2 separate regions of the Gossypium hirsutum genome follow, and region 2 is linked to region 1. The links are chromatin contacts, called in public Hi-C maps. All regions are on one chromosome and are shown on one strand. Each heading gives the region's core, a stretch centred on a gene start, on an enhancer-like site or on the middle of the called end of the contact. The rest is flanking DNA. Distances are from core to core; before and after follow the strand shown.

Region 1 (3,795 bases), core at 1,069-3,568:
ATAAAGTTCAACTGGGTATTCATCTAAGCTGCTGCATATTGATATAGACAAGTACTTAAATCTCCAGAAAAGAAGACATAACGAAAAAAGTGAGTAAGCGACCTTTTGTAACGAGAGAAGAGGAAATTGGAACTTGGTCTGGGACAGTGATCTCTAATGCGCGTTAAGACGAAAACTCTGACTAGTTTTGAAGGCAAATGGTGGCCGCCGGCGAGGGCAGTTGGCTGAGGTTAGATGAACAAGTTTCTTTAGAATAATATGCGCCGTAGAGACTACCGGGTAGAAGATGAGAGATTGAACGACGCCGTTTGAAGGAACTTTGACACTAGGAAAAGGAAAATAAAATGTTATTGCAGTGGAGATGCGGGGGATCGAACGCTGTACCTCTCTCATGCAAGGCTAGCGCTCTACCATTTGAGCTACATCCCCTCGTGCTTACCATGTTCTAACTTCTTAATTAATACTTATTTTGAAAAAGTTAAATCAATTGAAATATAATATTTTCAATGATTTATTTCTTACATATTTGATAATACAAAATAAAAATAACTGAATAGAATTTTTCTGTGAAAAAGATAAGTAGATAATAGCTATTTATAATTTATTTTAATTTTTATTAAATTTTGATTTGGTTTAAAACAAAATGGAATATTTAAAAGTTAAGGATAAATGTAGAATATTTTTTATAACTTAAAATTTATATTTATCAAACAATCGAATTACATTCACTATTTAATTTTAAACAATATGTCAAAAAAATTATAATTTAAATTTAGTAATACTTAATTATTAAGTTATACATCACTCTATTTTCTTATATATCATACATCACCTTAGACATCATAATTAAACGTAAACTACATCTCAGGCCACATATCTATGCTAATTTTTTTTTCTATTTTTTTTATCTAATCATAAAAATTATAAAATAATTAATCAATTAATAGTATAAATTTTGTAACGGAAAGATGATTTGGCTATTTTAAAATAAGCATATTATAGTTTATAAATAATATATATATATATATATATATATATATACTTGGACGGTGTAAGTAAAGTTGTTTTCTAAAGGAAAATGATTGTTGATGTCGCTTATTCTAAAATAAATAAAGGTATAATTATTTATTGGCCCTTTAATTTTATAAAAAAATTATTTTAACCTTTTATTTAATTTTTAAGCTTCTTTTACTTATAAACTTGTGTTTTTTTGTCAAATTATATTAAAATGAATGAAAAATTAACATTATTTAACTTTGCTGACGTGAAATACACATAGACGACATATCAATATTTAATTAATTTTTTAAAAATTTAAAAATTATATAAAAATATTTTTAAAATTAAAAATCATTAAAATTATTTAAAATATTATTTTTAATATATATTTTTTAAAATTTTAAAATTAATTAAATTCTTTTGTGTCATTTATGTGGTAATTTACTTGTATTTCACGTCAGTAAAATTAATTTTTTATCTGTTTTAGAGCTATTTGATAAAAAATATAAATTTTAAGACTAAAAAAGATAAAAAAATTAAATTGAGGACTAAAATAAAATTTTTATAAGTTAAAAGGTAAAAAAATTATTATACTTAAAATTAAAAAATAAAATAAAATAGGGGGCTGCACGTGCACACAAAGTTAGAAAAGCAAAGAATCGAAAGCGATGTGTGGTCCAATTACGGTGACACGTCATCTAAAGTTGAGTTGATCTATTCAAGTACGTTTTCATTTTTTTTCTTTCCCATCGATCTCCTCCTCACTCCACCACACAAATAATAGTTTTTTAAAAATATCACTTATTATTATTATTATTATTATAAGATAAAAATTACAAGTAACTATACATTACTCTATCTTTTTTTAAAATTATCCTTAAATATCCTCGCCATATTTGAATGATTTAAAAATTATTAAATCCAAATAAGTAAAAAATCAGACTTATTTAGAAAATAAATCTAATTTTATCATTTTATTAAATCTTCATTAAATTCGAAATTAATTTATACAGATACCTCAATGAGGGTAAAATTCTCAATAACTATTTTCTTATCTATAAAATTGAAACTCAAGTCTTCATTTATATTGACCTGTGGTTAAAATTTTTATTAAATAATTATTTGAAAAGTGTTAAAATTCTATCACCTTATCTTTACTTTTAATATTGTATAAAAAATAAATTTAAATTTTAAATTTTAATTAAAAGGATAAGGAACTTCTTATCACTCGATTTACAATTATCAGAATTTACTTTTTTTTTAAATAATTTTTTCTCAAAATTATCATGTATATTAATCAAACTTTATAAAAAAATAAAAATAATGTAAGGTATTTAATTAATTAAATTAATAAGAGAATAGAGCTTTAAAATCTATGGAAATGGAAACCGATGCAAGTAGCAGCTAAAAGAAAGAGATAGAAGAACCAAAAAAACAAAAAACACCATCCTCCGACAGTCACCTTACCCAAAGCAAATGTTGATACGACAGTCAATGAAACAGCAAAACGCTTGGAAATAGTTTAAAACCAGAACAAGAAGAACTACCAACTCTGATTTCTCTAACGATTATTTTTGTCTTTTTTGTTGTTTTCTTTTTCTTTTTTTTTTTTCCTTTTGAATCACTTTCCATACTCCTTTCAAATGGCTTTTCTTCTTCGGGTTCTCTGCTAACTCCCACCATATTTGCATTCAGGTAAGAAAATTTCCTTTTTGGTTCAATTTTCAGATTTTTTTTTCCGAGTAATAAAACTTGGGGTATGTTGATCTAACAGGGAAAAGAAAAACTAATTTAGCTGAAAGAGACCATTTTGTGTTGATGTATCATTGCTGACAATGTTTTAAGGTTTCAATCTACAAATTTGGCTAGCTTTAATTTTGCAGATCTCAATGTTAAAACGAAGCTTGTGGTTATATAAACAAAATTTTGTTATCTGAGTGCAGGTGCAGGCTTAAAACAAAACCTAAAAAGTCTTTTACTTCCATTCTTTGTTATGCTCTTGATTATGTTATTTCTTAGCTTACTTTCACATTATGGAAGTGGATGGAATTCTATTTCTTTGATCTAGTTGAAGGAAACAATAGTGTGTTTGAATTGTTCATCTTGTTTGTTCTAAAGGTATTTGATTCATTGGTTTAATCATGGACATGTAATGGAAGATCCCAATCTTGGATTTCATCGCACTACTACACAGAAGATTCAATCATGGATGATCAAGGTGGTAGCAAGTCGACCGGGATCCGGCAGATTGTTAGACTAAAAGAAATCCTTCAGAAGTGGCAAACCATCACGTTATGTACGATGCCGAGTACGGATACCCCACATTCAGAAGAAAACCATGGAGTTTTCTGCCCACCAATCAACCAAAGGCTCAAAAACATTATGTCTTTTGATTCTGATGAGGACAGTTGCCACGGTTCCGAACCGCCGCCCGATGTCCCTAAGGGATATTTAGCAGTTTACGTCGGACCAGAGCTTCGAAGGTTTATCATCCCGACAAGCTACCTCAGCCATCCTGTCTTCACTATTCTGCTGGAGAAGGCTGAGGAGGAATTCGGGTACGATCACAACGGTGGACTTACGCTCCCTTGTGAGATCGAGACCTTCAAGTATCTCCTCAAGTGCATAGAGAACCACCCAAACAATCACCCAGTTGGCAGCTCAGTTTCTGAACAGGTCTTTCATTTGAGTTTAAGCTAAAGCATTTACTCTGCTTTGCTATTCCACATGCTTAAGTGACAAGTTACATAGTTTGTTCTGATTTGCAGCTGGAGATTCATTAAATACTGGTCATGG
Region 2 (3,968 bases), core at 520-3,019, 220 kb after region 1:
TCTTCTCCAAGTTAAACTTTACTATCTTTTTCGAACTCTAATAAATCGAGAATATTCTAATCAGATTAGTCACGAATTTTAGTTGAATTCAACAACATAATTAAGAGAGTTTTTTGAGAATTTTGTGAAAATTTTGTAATTTTGAGTTTAGGTTTGTTTGTTCCTCCATCTTGTATTCCTCTTTTGGTAATTGTCGTTTTAGTAAAGCTTTTTTTGCTTGTGGTTTTTTATTCTCTTCGAAAGGGTTTTTTCACGTAAATATTTGTGTCCAATTTTCTCGTTTTTCGTTATTGTTGCATAATTTGAGTTTAACCCAAAATATTGTATAAAAATTCACAAGATGTTGCGAATTCAATAAATTTCATAAAATATAAATATCATTAGGTTTTTAAAATAATTTTCTTTTGATCATATGATATCACAGGCTAATTATTTTTTAAACAAATATATAAATTTTATTTTGTTTTCTAAATAATCTTTTTAAAATTCCCAAGGCCCCATGAACTTATATAATTTATAAAATATTTACAATTTATTTTCATGTTATGAGTTTGTATTGTGATGTCTTAATTAGCTTTGTGATGTAATTTTTCATTTTGTTTCATTGTGTGCTGGTGTGTTTCTCTCTCTGCAATTTATATATGTGTATTGATTCGTATTATTCACATTGATCGAGTTTATATTCTAACTCAATGATAATTTTAGGTTATCATCAGGGTGCTATTGAAATACTCAATAATTATTTATCATAAAAGAATATCATTTTCCATGAATGAAACAAGATATTTCTAAAGTTTTTTTATTACAAGTTTCCATTGAGTTCCCATTAGAATTTTTGTTTTAAAAATAAATTCGTTGAATTAATAATAAATTAATTTTTATGACAACATTTATTTTTAGATACTAAATTTAAATTTGTTATTTTAAAATTGAGAATAACACATTATTAAATGATACCATTTTTCTTAAAGAACTTTGTAAGGGTGCTAATACTTTTATCACACGCAATCGTACTCCCGAGCTCAATTTTTGCTTTGCAAACCAAAATTATTTTTTTAACTTAAAATTTTTATTAAAAGAATGTGTTCTTAGATAATCAATCACACATAATAATAAAAAATTAGTTTCCACTTCATATTTTTAAAAATTTTCTTGTAAAGGACTTATTACCACATTAATTATGCCCGATATAAATATGGTTAAGCAAATTAATTATCATCTTTGCAACATTGTGGATGTCACCTATTGTTTGATTAGCATTATCAATATTTGATTAATAACATTAGTTGGTGTGTAACTTTGTCTCCTTATATCCCTTTTCGATTTAAAACCTGTCAAACTAGATTAATTAAATTATGCTTTTAAGTTGACGTAATTTTTGTTACATTTGGATTTTCTTTTTACTTTTATTTTTAGGTTTTACTATTTAATTCTAGTTATTAATATTATTAATTTTTTTGTTAAATTTAATAGTGCGACATTTATAAATTAAGAAAAAACTTAATTAATAATCATGTAATATAAAATAATATTCTAATAAATTTGATGTTAACAGAAAAAATTTAATAATTTTACTTATTTTTTTACATTTGTAAATTAAATGAATTCAATTAGGAGGAAAAAAATTAAATTCTAAAAGTTTGAATAACATAGAGATATTTTAACTTATTAGAGTCCCCTGAACGGTTAAAATTTTGGGCCATTATATTAATGTTCTAAATTTCAATGACAATGTTTATGGGTTCAACATTTTTAAGGCCCAATTCAAGGCGTTGGTGCTTTTAGTAAACGTTAATTGCCTTCGATTTTCTGGAGCTTGCAAATGGACAGGCTCAGATCGAGCTTATTTCGGGCTCAGATTAGTTCAGATTTTGGATCTTTTGAACTTGAGTATTTTTTTATATGGATGTTTTTAATTCAGGCTTGGGTCGAGCTAGGTGGGCTATGACGAATTTAGATAATTTTAAATTTTTTAAGTTATAAATATTTTAATTTTGAATATAATAATTTATTTAACTTTTATATGATGACAACGTAATTCAAATTTGTCTTATAAAAAGTATAAATTATATATATTGTTATTTTCTATAAAATAATTAAAGTACTTATTATATGTAAAATTTATTATTCTATGATATTATAAAAATTAACGAAAATATCTTTTATTGTTTTTATTATATTTTTATTGACAATTAAATAACTTTTTATCTTGCTTATTAAATTTATAAACCTAATATTCATATTCTAAAATATTTATTCCAAAACCTCAAATATATTATACTAAGTCTGAACCCAAATAATATACTTATTATTACCCAAACTCAAAATAAAAATAATTATATCTCAAATCTCAAGTCCAAAATAAAAAGAAATTAAACTCAATACCTAAATACAATTTGTAAAAGTTAAAGCCCAATTCAAAATCTAATTTAAAATATAATATTTTATCTAGATATTAAATTTTTAATAATATTTTATGTATTATTAGTTATAATTATAAACATGTATTTTAATATACTAAACTACACAACCATTGATGCTATAATTTTTTATTATAATCTATAATATAATAATAGTTACTATATTAATACTTATCAAATATATTCTTTCATTAATATTATATCACATACTATAATAGTATAGTAATGCATAATATATTAATTATTATCGTATATTATTGTTTATCATATTGGTTGAATTATGTTTTAAGTCCCTATACTTTTCCTACATTTAAAAGTTAGCTCTCCTAATATATTCTATAATGTTATATCATAACATATAATATATAAATAGTTTATATATATGCATCATTGATTAAACACTATAATATCATATAGTACTATATTTTTTATTATATTTTATAATATAAAAGTAGTACATTATATATTAATTATTAACATATATTATTGTTTATTATTATACTGGTTGAAATATACTTTAAGCCTGTATATTTTTTATACACTTGAAAGTTAACCCTCCTATCATACTATATAATGTTATACCAATCATATAGTATATAATATATTAATAGTTTATATATATGCATCAATGATTGAACATTATAATATTATGTAATATCATATCTTTTTATTACAATCTATAATATAATAATAGTTATATGTAATAGTAGTACATATATATATATATTAAATATTATTGTTTATTGTTATACTAGTTGAAATATGCTTTAAGTCCCTATACTTTTCGTACATTTAAAAGTTAGCCCTCCAACCATATTATATAATGCTATATCATATTATATCATATCATATATTAATAGTTTATATATATGCATAAATGATTAAACATTATAATATAATATAAAACTATACCTTTTATTATAATCTATATTATAATAGTAGTACATTATATATTACTTATTATGTATTATTGTTTATTTTTATACTAGTTGAAATATGCTCTAAATCCCTATACTTTTCGTATATTTGAAAGTTAGCCTCCTATATCATTTCATATAATATATTAATACTTTATATATGCATCGATGGTTAAACATTATAATATCATGTAATATTATATTTTTTATTATAATCTATGCTATAATAGTTATATATGTATTAATATTTTTAGTAAGATTTATATATTATATTATATTATATTATATTATTAATAGTATATATTGTATTACTATTTTATGTATTAGTAATTTATTAATTTAGTATATCAATTTAAGGTTAAGTAGGTAATTGATTTTGATAATAGTTATATAATATAATATTATATTATCATTAAAGTTTAATTTTATAAATTTTAATAATTATTAATTTTATATATTTATTATACATATATAATTATAATATTAAAAATTATTTTATATTTTATATTTAATTAATGTTATTAAAAATTATTTCACTTTATAATTTAGCTTGAACATTATAATTAATTATTTTTCTTATTAATAAACTTTTAATATTAATATGCAATGGTTATGAATACATTTTCAAAAA

What was found. Hi-C and Micro-C count contacts between places; a contact is called where the count stands out from the background.
Region 2: a contact with region 1 is called in a Hi-C map of leaf, with 2.0 times the contacts expected there. The contact joins the enhancer-like site here to the promoter of LOC107962186 in region 1. A contact is called at or near these places in 2 of 34 Hi-C or Micro-C datasets (callus and leaf).

The regions. Positions count from the first base shown.
Region 1 is chrA06:22,705,881-22,709,675 of Gossypium_hirsutum_v2.1, forward strand. It overlaps LOC107962186, which reads left to right and starts at 2,319. Exons shown (of 3, transcript XM_016898484.2): 1 at 2,319-2,694; 2 at 3,159-3,675; 3 at 3,768-3,795. The coding sequence starts at 3,205. The coding sequence ends at 3,782. It overlaps LOC107963155 (adrenodoxin-like protein 1, mitochondrial), which reads right to left and starts at 323. Exons shown (of 8, transcript XM_041115932.1): 1 at 1-323.
Region 2 is chrA06:22,929,957-22,933,924 of Gossypium_hirsutum_v2.1, forward strand. No RefSeq gene overlaps it. Among protein-coding and RNA genes, the nearest start is that of LOC107962183, 27 kb to the right of the region's middle. Within about 2 kb of position 1,770, at least 2 of the 9 cell types and tissues checked have an H3K27ac peak or open chromatin away from gene starts, as enhancers often do. A contact at or near this core is called in leaf, where this site is marked.